Regions from separate parts of the Pan troglodytes genome. Here region 2 is linked to region 1. A link is a contact called in public HiChIP or PLAC-seq data. All regions are on one chromosome and are shown on one strand. Each heading gives the region's core, a stretch centred on a gene start, on an enhancer-like site or on the middle of the called end of the contact. The rest is flanking DNA. Distances are from core to core; before and after follow the strand shown.

Region 1 (5,588 bases), core at 898-3,397:
GATTTATATCCAATATTTAGTTTTAATCATTTGCAATTGTGTATGACATAGTAAAGATTCTGGGGAGGCCGAGATGGGCAGATCACGAGGTCAGGAGATCGAGACCATCCTGGCTAACACGGTGAAACCCCGTCTCTACTAAAAATACAAAAAATTAGCCAGGTGTGGTGGCAGGCGTCTGTAGTCCCAGCTACTCAGGAGGCTGAGGCAGAAGAATGGTGTGAACCCGGGAGGCGGAGCTTGCAGTGAGCGGAGATGGCGCCACTGCACTCCAGGCTGGGCGACAGAGCAAGACTCCCTCTTAAAAAAAAAAAAAAAAAAAAGATTCTGAGTCAAAGTGCTCAAGTTGAATGCATTTTGTCATCCACAAGACAAATCGTGTTAACCCCTTGTGGTTTACTTTCTTTATCTATAAAATAGAGATAACAATAGTTCCTGCTTCTAGGGTTGTTGTGGGAATTAAAGACTTAGAATAATGTTCAGCCTCTAATCAGTGCTGTCACAACTGTTTGATACAATTGTATTATATTTGTGTACTTTGTAGATTGATATTAAATCATACTTTTAAAAATAGGTGCTTAATGTTCCACTCAATTATCTTAAAACATGTTTAATTATGTCTCTATCCTACTAACACTTCTATAAAAACTTTTTACATATAACATCCACTTTTGGTTCAATTTCTTAGGAAAATAACTTTGAGAGTCAGCTATCTGAACCAAAGAAACATTAACATTACCAGACTATATTGGGATTTTTGAGACTGGCTTTTATCAATTCTTTAGCTATGGGCTCTTGTCATCATCTCTACCAGTGACCTAAGTGTCAAACCCAAATGCCTTGTATCTGTCCCATTAAAGAGATGCAGCATCTGCTCCTTTCTTACTGTTTCCATTTCCTCTGCCATGCCTCCTCTTACAACCATAAATATCCAGGTCTCTTAGGTTTTAAACGGGGCATCTCTCAACCCCCACATTCTTTTCCTTGGTTATTCCCTTCCCTCCAACAGTTCAATTCACCTAGATCCCCATGCCTGAAATTATCCTAGATGTCCTAGAGGCGCCTCATCATTACAATGGTACATTATTCTCCACTCCTTTACATGTCACGCCAGCTTTCAAACTGAAAATCTGAGCGTTCATCCCTGGTGCATCACCTTTAAATTCCAGATCTCCAAAATCCAGGGTCATGTAACCTTAAAAAATTTTTACCCTCTCTTCTCCACTGCCCTTGTTCAGGCCTTATCTCTTCCAGCAGCTGTTCCAAAGGCCTACTCTGTTTTCCTTTCGGAGTGCTAACCTCCACCGAAGCCTCCACCCAGCTGCCAATTCTGCACCATGCCTGATGATTTGCTCGTGCGTTGACATACATAAAATTTCTAAGACAAAAATTTTTTAATAATGGTAAATGAACCTTGGGAACTGCATACAGATCATACAGATCCATAATAAGAGAAAAGGTCCCAGATTAACACGGAAAACTTTCCATTTAACTAACATTTGCACTGGTAAACTTCATCAAGCAAGACCCTACTTAATCCCACATTACCTTCTACTGAAGAGGTTGTGGTCATTCTCTGGAAATATCTGAATTCATTCCTACAAGTTAGAGAAACAGCGTTACTCAAAACATTATCCCTTGGGCGTCACCTGACAAACGGAGCGCTGTGGGCAGGGGTGAGGTGTTTTCTCCAGGGCTGGGACTTTGCCCTGGGCGAGGGCGCCGCAGGGCAAAGACCTCACCAGGCAGCAGAATCCAGGCAGAAATCAGCAACTGGGCCTCCCGCGCAGCAGAAAAGGGGAATCCAGTCGGGCCCACCCTTCCTGCCAGCGCAGACCGCAAGTCTGGCCCCATCCTCTCGCCGGGAGTCGGCCCGGCGCGTCCCGCCCAGGTACCCCGACCGTGGGCAGCCTGCGCCCGTTTGGGTCCCATCGCCCCGGCCCGGCAGATACCTGAGCGGTGGCCAGGGCAGGTCCCCGTTCTTGCCGATGCCCATGTTCTGGGACACAGCGACGATGCAGTTTAGCGAACCAACCATGACAGCAGCGGGAGGACCTCCGAGCCCGCTCGTTACAGCAGAACGCGCGGTCAAGTTTGGCGCGAAATTGTGGCCGCCCCGCCCCCTCGTCCCTATTTGTGCAGGCGAGGCCCCGCCCCCCCGCCCCGGCGCACGCAGGGTCGCGGCGTGCTCGCGCCCGCAGACGCCTGGGAACTGCGGCCGCGGGCTCGCGCTCCTCGCCGGGCCCTGCCGCCGGGCCTGCCATGTCTCGCCGGAACCCTGCGTCGGGCGGCCTCGCTGCCTCCAGCTCAGCCCCTGCGAGGCAAGCGGTTTTGAGCCGATTCTTCCAGTCTACGGGAAGCCTGAAATCCACCTCCTCCTCCACAGGTGCAGCCGACCAGGTGGACCCTGGCGCTGCAGCGGCCGCAGCGCCCGCAGCGCCCCCAGCGCCCCCAGCGCCCGCCTTCCCGCCCCAGCTGCCGCCGCACGTAGTAGGTTCTGTCTGGGACTGGGCAGGGCCATCGGGGCTGGGGGGGCGGGGCTTGTGGGTAACGCGGGCGGAGGCGGGGACCCTCCGCCCGATGATAGGGCTGGAGGAGGAAGGGGCGGGCTGAAGAAGGGGAAGGTGGGAAGAGCCCAGCCGGGGCTACAAACTGGGTGAAGCGCTGAGGTTTTAGTACTTCCGTTTGAGGAGATAGGCAAAGGTTACGCAGGTTTTTAATGGCAGGCCTGAGACAGGAACTCAGGTCTCCTGACTCGCATACTGATGAGGGAGCTTGTGGGCAAGGGGTGCGTCTTTTAACCTCCATCCTTTTTTTTTTTCCTTGGTGGTCGAAGAGTTTTACTGATTTTTTAAAAAAGTGCTGGATTGGGTGACTAGAAGAAAGCTGCCCTTAGGTCTCCAGTTTTTAAGACTGCAACAGCATGGCTCAATATTTGAAATCACTACGGTTAAAAGCAGTCATATTGTGCAGTTCCCCAGTGAACACTTTTTGTAGTTTAGATTATAAAGTCTGAAATACAATTTGGGTGGATAAAGTTTCTTAGAATGGTATAGATGTGACTAATCATGGAGTCCTTCCTGTTGCCATCCTTCAACGCAATAAGTACGTTTGTTTGTTTTTAAACCAGAGATACTGCCACAGGAAAAGGCCAAGGGTGACCCCTCACTTGGGTCACCTGCACAGTATTTTTCAGACTGAGGCTGTGCAAGGGCATTGAAGACTGGTTTTTAGCCACCTACCGTGTTTTAATGTAGGTGACAGCTTGGGTGCTTCAAAATCTTGTTCCTTTCGTATATATTTCTCCCTTAAAATGATTACTCCTCTTCTGTTTTTTTTGAGGACGAGCTACATTTTCATGAATTCACCAAAATTTTGTACCCACCATTTAAAGGGTAGCTGGTGAAGGACTTATGTATGCTTTTGGCAAGTTTTCTGCCAAGAAAAAGTTCATAATCTTGTCACATCTTTAGTGATGAACATAAACCGTTTAAACAGGAAACACTTAAATTGCAATGAACATGTCAAAAATGATACTGTTCTTTTATTACCTATCTTTTCCCCTCTGTGCCTTTGCTACATAACTGTTTATTTCTTAGAGGTATTTTATTTAGCATATGTAAGTAGGGTGATTCAAGTTTTATAATTAAAGAAAGCTGAAGGCTCATTGAGTCAAGACTGGTAGCAGCCTTGGTTTCAATTAATTCTAAACACGGCTTCAGTTGCTGAGGCTCCTGACTATCAGAGTCTACCTTGTCTTTTATGGTGTTAAAAACAGTTCACCCATAGGGTTTTCCAGAGCTAAAAGTAGAGGATTCTTTGAAGAGTGGATGGCAAGGAACCTTGTCATTCAGTTGTAAGGTTTAAATTGCTTCACATACGTCAGGCCTTCTCAGAGTAGAGATAACACATCATTTTCTAACCTTCCCGATATAGGCTACAGAAATTGGCAGAAGAAAGAAGAGACCATTGGAAAATGATGGGCCTGTTAAAAAGAAAGTAAAGAAAGTCCAACAAAAGGAAGGAGGAAGTGATCTGGGAATGTCTGGCAACTCTGGTGAGTTGTGGGGGATTCTTTTTTCTCCTCAGTCATGGCTCTGGTATTCTGGAATTCTCCAGAGGGCAGAAGAGCCTATTAGAATTGTGTCTTTTTTCTTTGTGGAGAAAGGTCCCTTTTGTTCCTGAGCAGAGTGGCCCCCTATAGGTGATGGTGATGTGTATAAGAGGTTAAGGGGATGGTAGAGCTAGAATTCTGCAATTTAGCTGTAGTTCTCCCAACTTTCTCCTTTATTCCTTCTAGCTATTTTTGTCCTGGTTATAAAATTAAAACATTCTTGCTACAGAAATTTCAAACAGTACAGAAATGTGGAAGGTAGGCAGTGATAGACCCCATAATCCCTCCCTTTGAGTGAGGCCCACTGCTATTGGTGTTCTGTATATACTTCCAGATTTTAAAAATTTATACGTGTATATGTGCATAGTCATAAGCTCAAAAATTAGTTTAAATATATTTTACAGATTATATTATATTCTATACCAATTTGCTACTATCTTTTTCTACTTAATAGAAAATTTTGAACAATTTTCAGTATCAGGACCTGCAGATCTACTCTCCCCGCTTTTTTTTTGCTTAGAGCTGCTCTTTGTGTCTGTAAAAGGCATTGAATAAAAACAGCATGCCTAGGCTGGGCGCGGGGGCTCACACCTGTAATCTCAGCACTTTGGGAGGCCAAGGCAGGTGGATCACCTGAGGTCAGGAGTTTAAGACCAGCCTGGCCAACATGGTGAAATCCCATCTCCACTAAAAATACAAAAATTAGTTGGGCGTGCTGGTGGTTGCCTGTAATCCCAGCTACTTGGGAGGTTGAGGCAGGAGAATCACTTGAGCCCAGGAGGCGGAGGTTGCAGTGAGCCAAGATTGTGCCACTGCACTCCACCCTGGGCAACAAAGCGAGACTCTGTCTCAAAACAAAAAACAAACAAAAAACAGCAAAAATAAATAAATAAAAACCCAGCCTGCCTGAGTGCCTGAGTTCCTGGATTTCTAGAGGTGGCGTTGCATATAGACAGTTGAGCAGATTTTTCTCTAGTTTTATGGTATCAGAGAATTTGTGATAAGGGAAGACAGGAAATCCATCTTTATTCATTATCCTCAGGAAATTAGGTAAAGAGAATGAGAAAAAAAAAAAAAAGTCCCGATTCAGATAGAGGTATCTGTCCAATGGAGATATATGTAAAATATTAATCCTTCCATAAAAGGTAAAATTTGAATTTTAGGGTCAACATGAAAGCGTTAGTATGAAATAACTACAGGAATGGAGATGTGTGGCTAAGGAGAAAAGTAAATCTAAAACTTCACCTTTCTGGAGGGGTCATGCAAGGAGGTGTGACTTGAGAGAATTTGCCACGGTTAATATTACAATTCTGGGGCAGCCTACCTTTCATTGCTTGATTATTCTGCATAGACCCATTTTTTAGGTCTACAAGCACTGAATGAGCACCTTTGATTTTTATTCTAGAGGCTTTTTGTAGCTCATTTATTTTTCCTAAGAATGCTTTTTGCCCTCTTTTTTTTTTTTTTTTTTTGA
Region 2 (5,588 bases), core at 2,141-4,640, 160 kb before region 1:
ATCACTTGAGGCCAGGAGTTCAAGATCAGACTGGGCAATGTAGTGAGGCCCCGTAGCTACATAAAACTTAAAAGAATTAGCCAACCATGGTAGTGCATGCCTATAGTCCTGGCTACTCAGGAGGCTGAGGTGGGAGATCATTTGAGCCCAGTAGTTTGAGGCTGCCGTGAGCTGTGATCATACCGCTGTACTCCAGTCTGGGCCACTGAGCAAGACCCTGTCCCTAAAAATAAAAATAAATAACAATTACATTAAATGTAAATGGTCTAAATATGGCAATTGATTTTTTTTTTTTTGGATCAAGTCTCATTTATTCTGTCACCCAGGCTGGAGTGCAGTGGCACAATCCTGGCTCACTGTAACCTCCACCTCCCAGGTTCAAGTGATTCTCCTGCTTCAGCCTCCTGAGTAGCTGGGATTACAGGCATGTCCACATCTGGCTAATTTTTTCTTGTTTTTATTAGAGATGGGGTTTTACCATTTTGTCCAGGATAGTCTTGAACTCCTGTCCTCAACTGATCTGCCTGTCTTGGCCTCCCAAAGGACTGGAATTACAGGCATGAGCCACCATGCCTGGCCAGATGGATTTTTTTAAAACCTAATTTATATGCTATCTATACAAACCACTTATGATACAATGGTACATGCAGGTTAAAAAGTAAAAGGATGGAAAAAGATATTCCATGCAAACACTAAAAAGAAGAAGAAAAGGACAAAGCTGGAGTGGTTATTTTGCTATCAGACAAAGCAAACTTCAGAACAAGGAATATTACCCTGTAATTTATTTTTAAATTTATTTATTTATTTATTTATGAGACAGGGTCTCATTGTATTGCCCAGGCCTAGGGTGCAGTGGCTATTCACAGGCACAGTCATGGCACACTATAGCCTTGAACTTAGGCTCTTAACCCATCCTCCTGCCTCAGCCTCCTGGGTAGCTGAGCCTACAAGTGCATGCCACTGCACCCAGTTCCCCTGTGATTTATTATTGCATTTCATAGACTAGATACCAAGTTCAGAGAGAGAGAGTAATCTGTCCAAAGTCACACAGCTAGAAACTAAATTGGAATTTGAGGGAAAACTTTCTAGCTATTAGGACTCTGAAAATGAGGTAAGCTGTATTCATGCAGTGCTTTGTTTTGATTTTGAGACAGAGTCTCACTCTGTGGCCCAGGTGGAGTGCAGTGGTGTGATCATGGCTCACTGCAGCCTTGAGTTCCTGGGCTCAAGCAATCCTCCCACCTTAGCCTCCTGATTAGCTGATACTACAGGCACATGCCGACACACCTGGCTTGTTTTTTATTTTTTTGTAGAGATGGGTCTCACTATGTTGTCCAGGCTGGTCTCAAAGTCATGGTCTCCTCCTGCCTCAGCCTCCCAAAGTACTGGGATTACATGTGTGAGCCACCATGCCTGGCCTTTATTCATGTTTAGATGTCACCAAAAGCAGCCCCAGACTCAAATTGGGGCCTGTGTCTCACATTCTAATCGTTATATTCTTTCCCCAGTGCAGCATGTACCCTTAACTTACAAAACCTTTTTTTGTGCCAAAAAAGTAATTAGACTTATTTTTACCATAAAATTTCCAAACACTCAGAAGTAAAGGAAATAGTAGGATGAAAATCTATATACCCAGCCTACAACAATCCTCCGAGTCAGCACTATCAAGACTTACCTCTTTTGCTTCATCCATCCCTTAATTTCTTTGCTGGAGCATTTTAAAGCAAATATCAGACATACCCTTTCACGCCTCACACTTCAACATGCAGCTCTAAAAATAAGGACAGTGAAGAGGAATTTTGAGTCAGTTATTGTAAAATATATGAAAATATTGTAATATTGTGACCAATATGTCATAAAAACTTAGCAAACTGATGCAGGAACAGAAACCAAATACTGCATGCTCTTACTTACAAGTGGGAGCTAAATGATGAGACACATGGACACAGAGTGGGGAACAACACACTGGGACTTTTGGAGGGTGGAGGGTGGGAGGAGGGAGAGCAGGAGAAACAATGAATGGGTACTAGGATTAATACCTGGGTGATGAAACAACCTGTACAACAAACCCCTATGACACAGTTTACCTATGTAACAAACCTGCACTTGGACCCCTGAAGTTAAAAGTTAAAAAAAAAAAAAAAAAAAGCCGGGCACAGTGGCTCATGCCTGTAATCCCAGCACTTTGGGAGGCTGAGGCGGGTGGATCACTTGAGGTCAGAAGTTCGAGACCAGCCTGGCCAACATGGTGAAATCCTGTCTCTACTAAAAATACAAAAATTAGCCAGGCGTGGTGGTGCGTGCTTGTAATCCCAGCTACTCAGGAGGCTGAGGCAGGAGAATCGCTTGAACCCGGGAGGTGGAGGTTGCAGTGAGCCGAGATCGTGCCACTGCACTCCAGCCTGGGGCAACAGAGTGAGACTTCATCTAAAAAAAAAGAAAAACAAGTTTTTAAAAAAAGACTTGTACTGCAATCAATGCCATCAAGAAAGTGAAAAGACAATCTGCACAATGGGAGAAAATATTGCAAATATTTGCAAATTATCTGTTAAGGGACTTGTATTGAGACTATATAAAGAATTCTCACAATTGAAATGAGCACAGGATTTGAGAAGACATTTCTCCAAAGGAAATATATAAATGACCAATAAGCACCTGAAAATATGCTCAATATTATTAGTAGGGAACTACAAATCAAGATAATGAGGTAGTACTTCATATCTACTAGGATAGCTATAATTTAAAAAACACATAATAACAAGTACTGACTGGTAAGGATGTGGGGAAATTGGAATCTTCATACATTGCTGGTGGGAATGAAAGATGGTACAGCTGATTTGCAAAACTGGCAGTTCCTCACACAGTTAACAGTTACTATATGAACAAGTAGTTCCACTCCTAGGTATGTACACAGATATGTACACAGGAATGTATTCATATACGTCCACACAAAACTTGTCCATGAATGTTCATAGCAGCAGCATTCATAAAAGACAAAATGTAGAAACAACCCGAATGTCCATCAGCTGTTGAATGGACACACATAAAATGTGGTATTTACAAACTGGAATTTATTCCAACATAAGAAGGAAGGAAGTACTGATACATGCTAAAACATGGATGAATTTTGAAAACATGCTAAGTGAAAGAAGCCAGTTACAAAGATCATACATACAGTCTGTGATTCTATTTACATGAAATTCCAGAATAGGCAAATTCATGAGACAGAAAGTAGATGAGTTGTTGCCTGGGGGTAGGAAGGGGGTAAATGGAGAGTGATTGCTTTGGAGTGATGAAAAATATTTTATCTGAAAGGCTGGGCAAGAATAGCTCCCCTTTGTATTACGTGTCAGGTGATGTTAGTTATCCTAACTCTACGTAGCACTGGCAGATTGAGTTTTTTGGTCACAGAAGCTGAAAATGGCAGAGCTTTGTTGTTAATTCTGATCACTAGTTTGGCTTCAAAAAGTAATGAGTTAAGGAGGGCTAGAAAGACAGTGGATGGGAGGACCCAGTTGCTGAGAGCGTTTTCTGAGTGAACACTGGTGGAGAGACAGAAGGGGAAAGAAAACTTCAAGTTATCAGCTCGGTAACTTTGTATAAAAACTTTTTTATTTATTTATTTTTTTTTTTGACAGAGCCTAGCTCTATCGCACAGACCGGAGCGCAGTGGAGCGATCTCGGCTCTCTGCAACCTCCACCTCTCCGGTTCAAGCCATTCTTGTGCCTCAGCCTCCCGAGTAGCTGGGATTACAGGCGCGCGCCACCACGCCAGGATAATTTTTTAAATTTTCAGTAAGGACGGGTTTTAACCATGTTGGCCAGGATGGTCTCGAATTCCTGACCTCAAGTGATCCGCCCACCTCGGCCGCCCAAAGTGCTGGGAGTACAGGCCTGAGCCACCGTGCCCGGCCAGAAACACTGATTTTTATCAGTAATGATTCCACACCCTTTTAGGATATTACTAACATTTAAAAGAAAATATACCCAACTTTTGAAATTCGTGCTCCACTCCAGCAACTGCTTTCAATCGGAGTTCCATCCTCCGCCGCAGTATGCCCTAACGCAGCGTTATCTTCAGAGCTACCACCGGCTTCCGAAACCTTTCGGAGGAGCGCTTCGCCACCACCTGCACGGCGGAGCGGCGCGTAAACGAACCTCGAACGCCAGCCTTTGCGCCTGCGTGCCGCCGCTCCGTTTGGTTCCGCTTCGCTGGCGCCCGCCGGGCTCTTCCCCCGCCGAGGCCTGTGGTTTGTGGAGTCGAACTTCCCTGCCACCAGTGCCCGGTTAGCAGGGGCGCCAGCCTGGGCGCTTGCGCGGACGGCGGGCGTCGTCACCATGGCAGCATCCGCTGGAGGCCCAGGTAAGCGCCGAGCGCGCGGCGTCTGCCTGGAGGTGGGGCGCTTTGAGAGGCTCCGCTGGCGGCACCCTCCCTTTGCGGGCTCCCGCGGTCTTCCTTGCTAGGGACTTGGGAGCGCGCCGCGCAGAACCGGGCGGCTGGGCTTGGAGCCCGCTCTGCACTCGGGGCGCGCCCGCGATCGCCTGGCAAGGACCTTGGTTTGCCGGGTGGGCTCTAAGGGACAGGCGTTAGGGGAGGTCGAGAATGACAGGCGTTAGGGGAGGTCGAGAATGGCAGGGTCAGTGTCTTTTGAGGTCTGAGTTGGAAAGAAAGGAATGTGACGTTTCCCTAATCCTTAATTTCAGCGGACCGCATGGGGGCGGTCTGGGTCAGTCGGTTCCTCTTTGAAAGCTGGGGGAGGCTTGGGAATGCGGACTGGGCCGGCCCGGCATAGTCCCGCTGCTGAGCGCGCTGCCTGGAAAGCTGGCAGAGTGCGGCTCGCTTGATTCCCCTTGGAATCAGATGCTTCAACTCGCGGGACAGCAGTTCCGCTCTTGAAGGTTACAGTATCTTTTCTGTAAACTTAAGTAGTGGCATGAGACAACGTCAGTGACGCGTTCTTTCTTCAGTTTAGATTTTTTTCCCTAATTGTAAAAATAATACACGCTTTCACCATTCTGACTAGCAGGCTGTATAAATACAGGTTCTCTTCTGAATCGATGCACGGTTTACAGAATCTTGGAATAAAATGTGTGTGTAAGCGAAAAATGTCCAGGTCCTGATAAATGCCATTATAGAACATTTATAAAGTATATTAGTATAGGGAAATAGGAAAAAAAAATCCCCCAAATGCTGATACCCACAGGCACCACTACTAACTTTTTGGTATTTTCTAACAACCCTGACTCTTAAAAATAGAGTTAAGGTCATGGTAAACATAATTTTTAAAATCCTGCATCTTATACTATCCCATGTCACCAAGGTTTTTATAAACATAATTGTGAATGACTGAAGTGTTTTATACAATTATATTGTATACAATTATATTGTAATTAACCAGTCTCCTAACGCTGAACGTTAATCAGTCGTTTCCTGTTTTGTTTTGTTTTGTTAGAATTCATTCTGTAATGAACATTTTTGCATTGTTCTTCCTCAGTTATGTTTTTGGTTTGTTTTTATCCTGGACACGATTCTTGTAACTGAAATTACTGGATCAAAGGATGTGAACTTTTTTCTCTCTCTCTTTTTT

Evidence for each region. HiChIP or PLAC-seq counts read pairs in DNA pulled down with a chosen protein or histone mark.
Region 2: a contact with region 1 is called in an H3K4me3 HiChIP or PLAC-seq map of stem cell-derived excitatory neurons, with 4 times the contacts expected there. The contact joins the promoter of FAM151B here to the promoter of MSH3 in region 1. A contact is called at or near these places in 1 of 7 Hi-C or Micro-C datasets (stem cell-derived neural progenitor cells) and 1 of 1 datasets of contacts at active chromatin or transcription factors (stem cell-derived excitatory neurons).

Annotation. Positions count from the first base shown.
Region 1 is chr4:35,401,768-35,407,355 of NHGRI_mPanTro3-v2.0_pri, reverse strand. It overlaps MSH3 (mutS homolog 3), which reads left to right and starts at 2,147. Exons shown (of 21, transcript XM_054684241.2): 1 at 2,147-2,490; 2 at 3,937-4,057. The coding sequence starts at 2,263. DHFR (dihydrofolate reductase) reads right to left here and starts at 2,139. Exons shown (of 7, transcript XM_009448936.5): 1 at 1,953-2,139; 2 at 1,549-1,598. The coding sequence starts at 2,038.
Region 2 is chr4:35,565,367-35,570,954 of NHGRI_mPanTro3-v2.0_pri, reverse strand. It overlaps FAM151B (family with sequence similarity 151 member B), which reads left to right and starts at 3,390. Exons shown (of 6, transcript XM_527209.6): 1 at 3,390-4,363. The coding sequence starts at 4,339.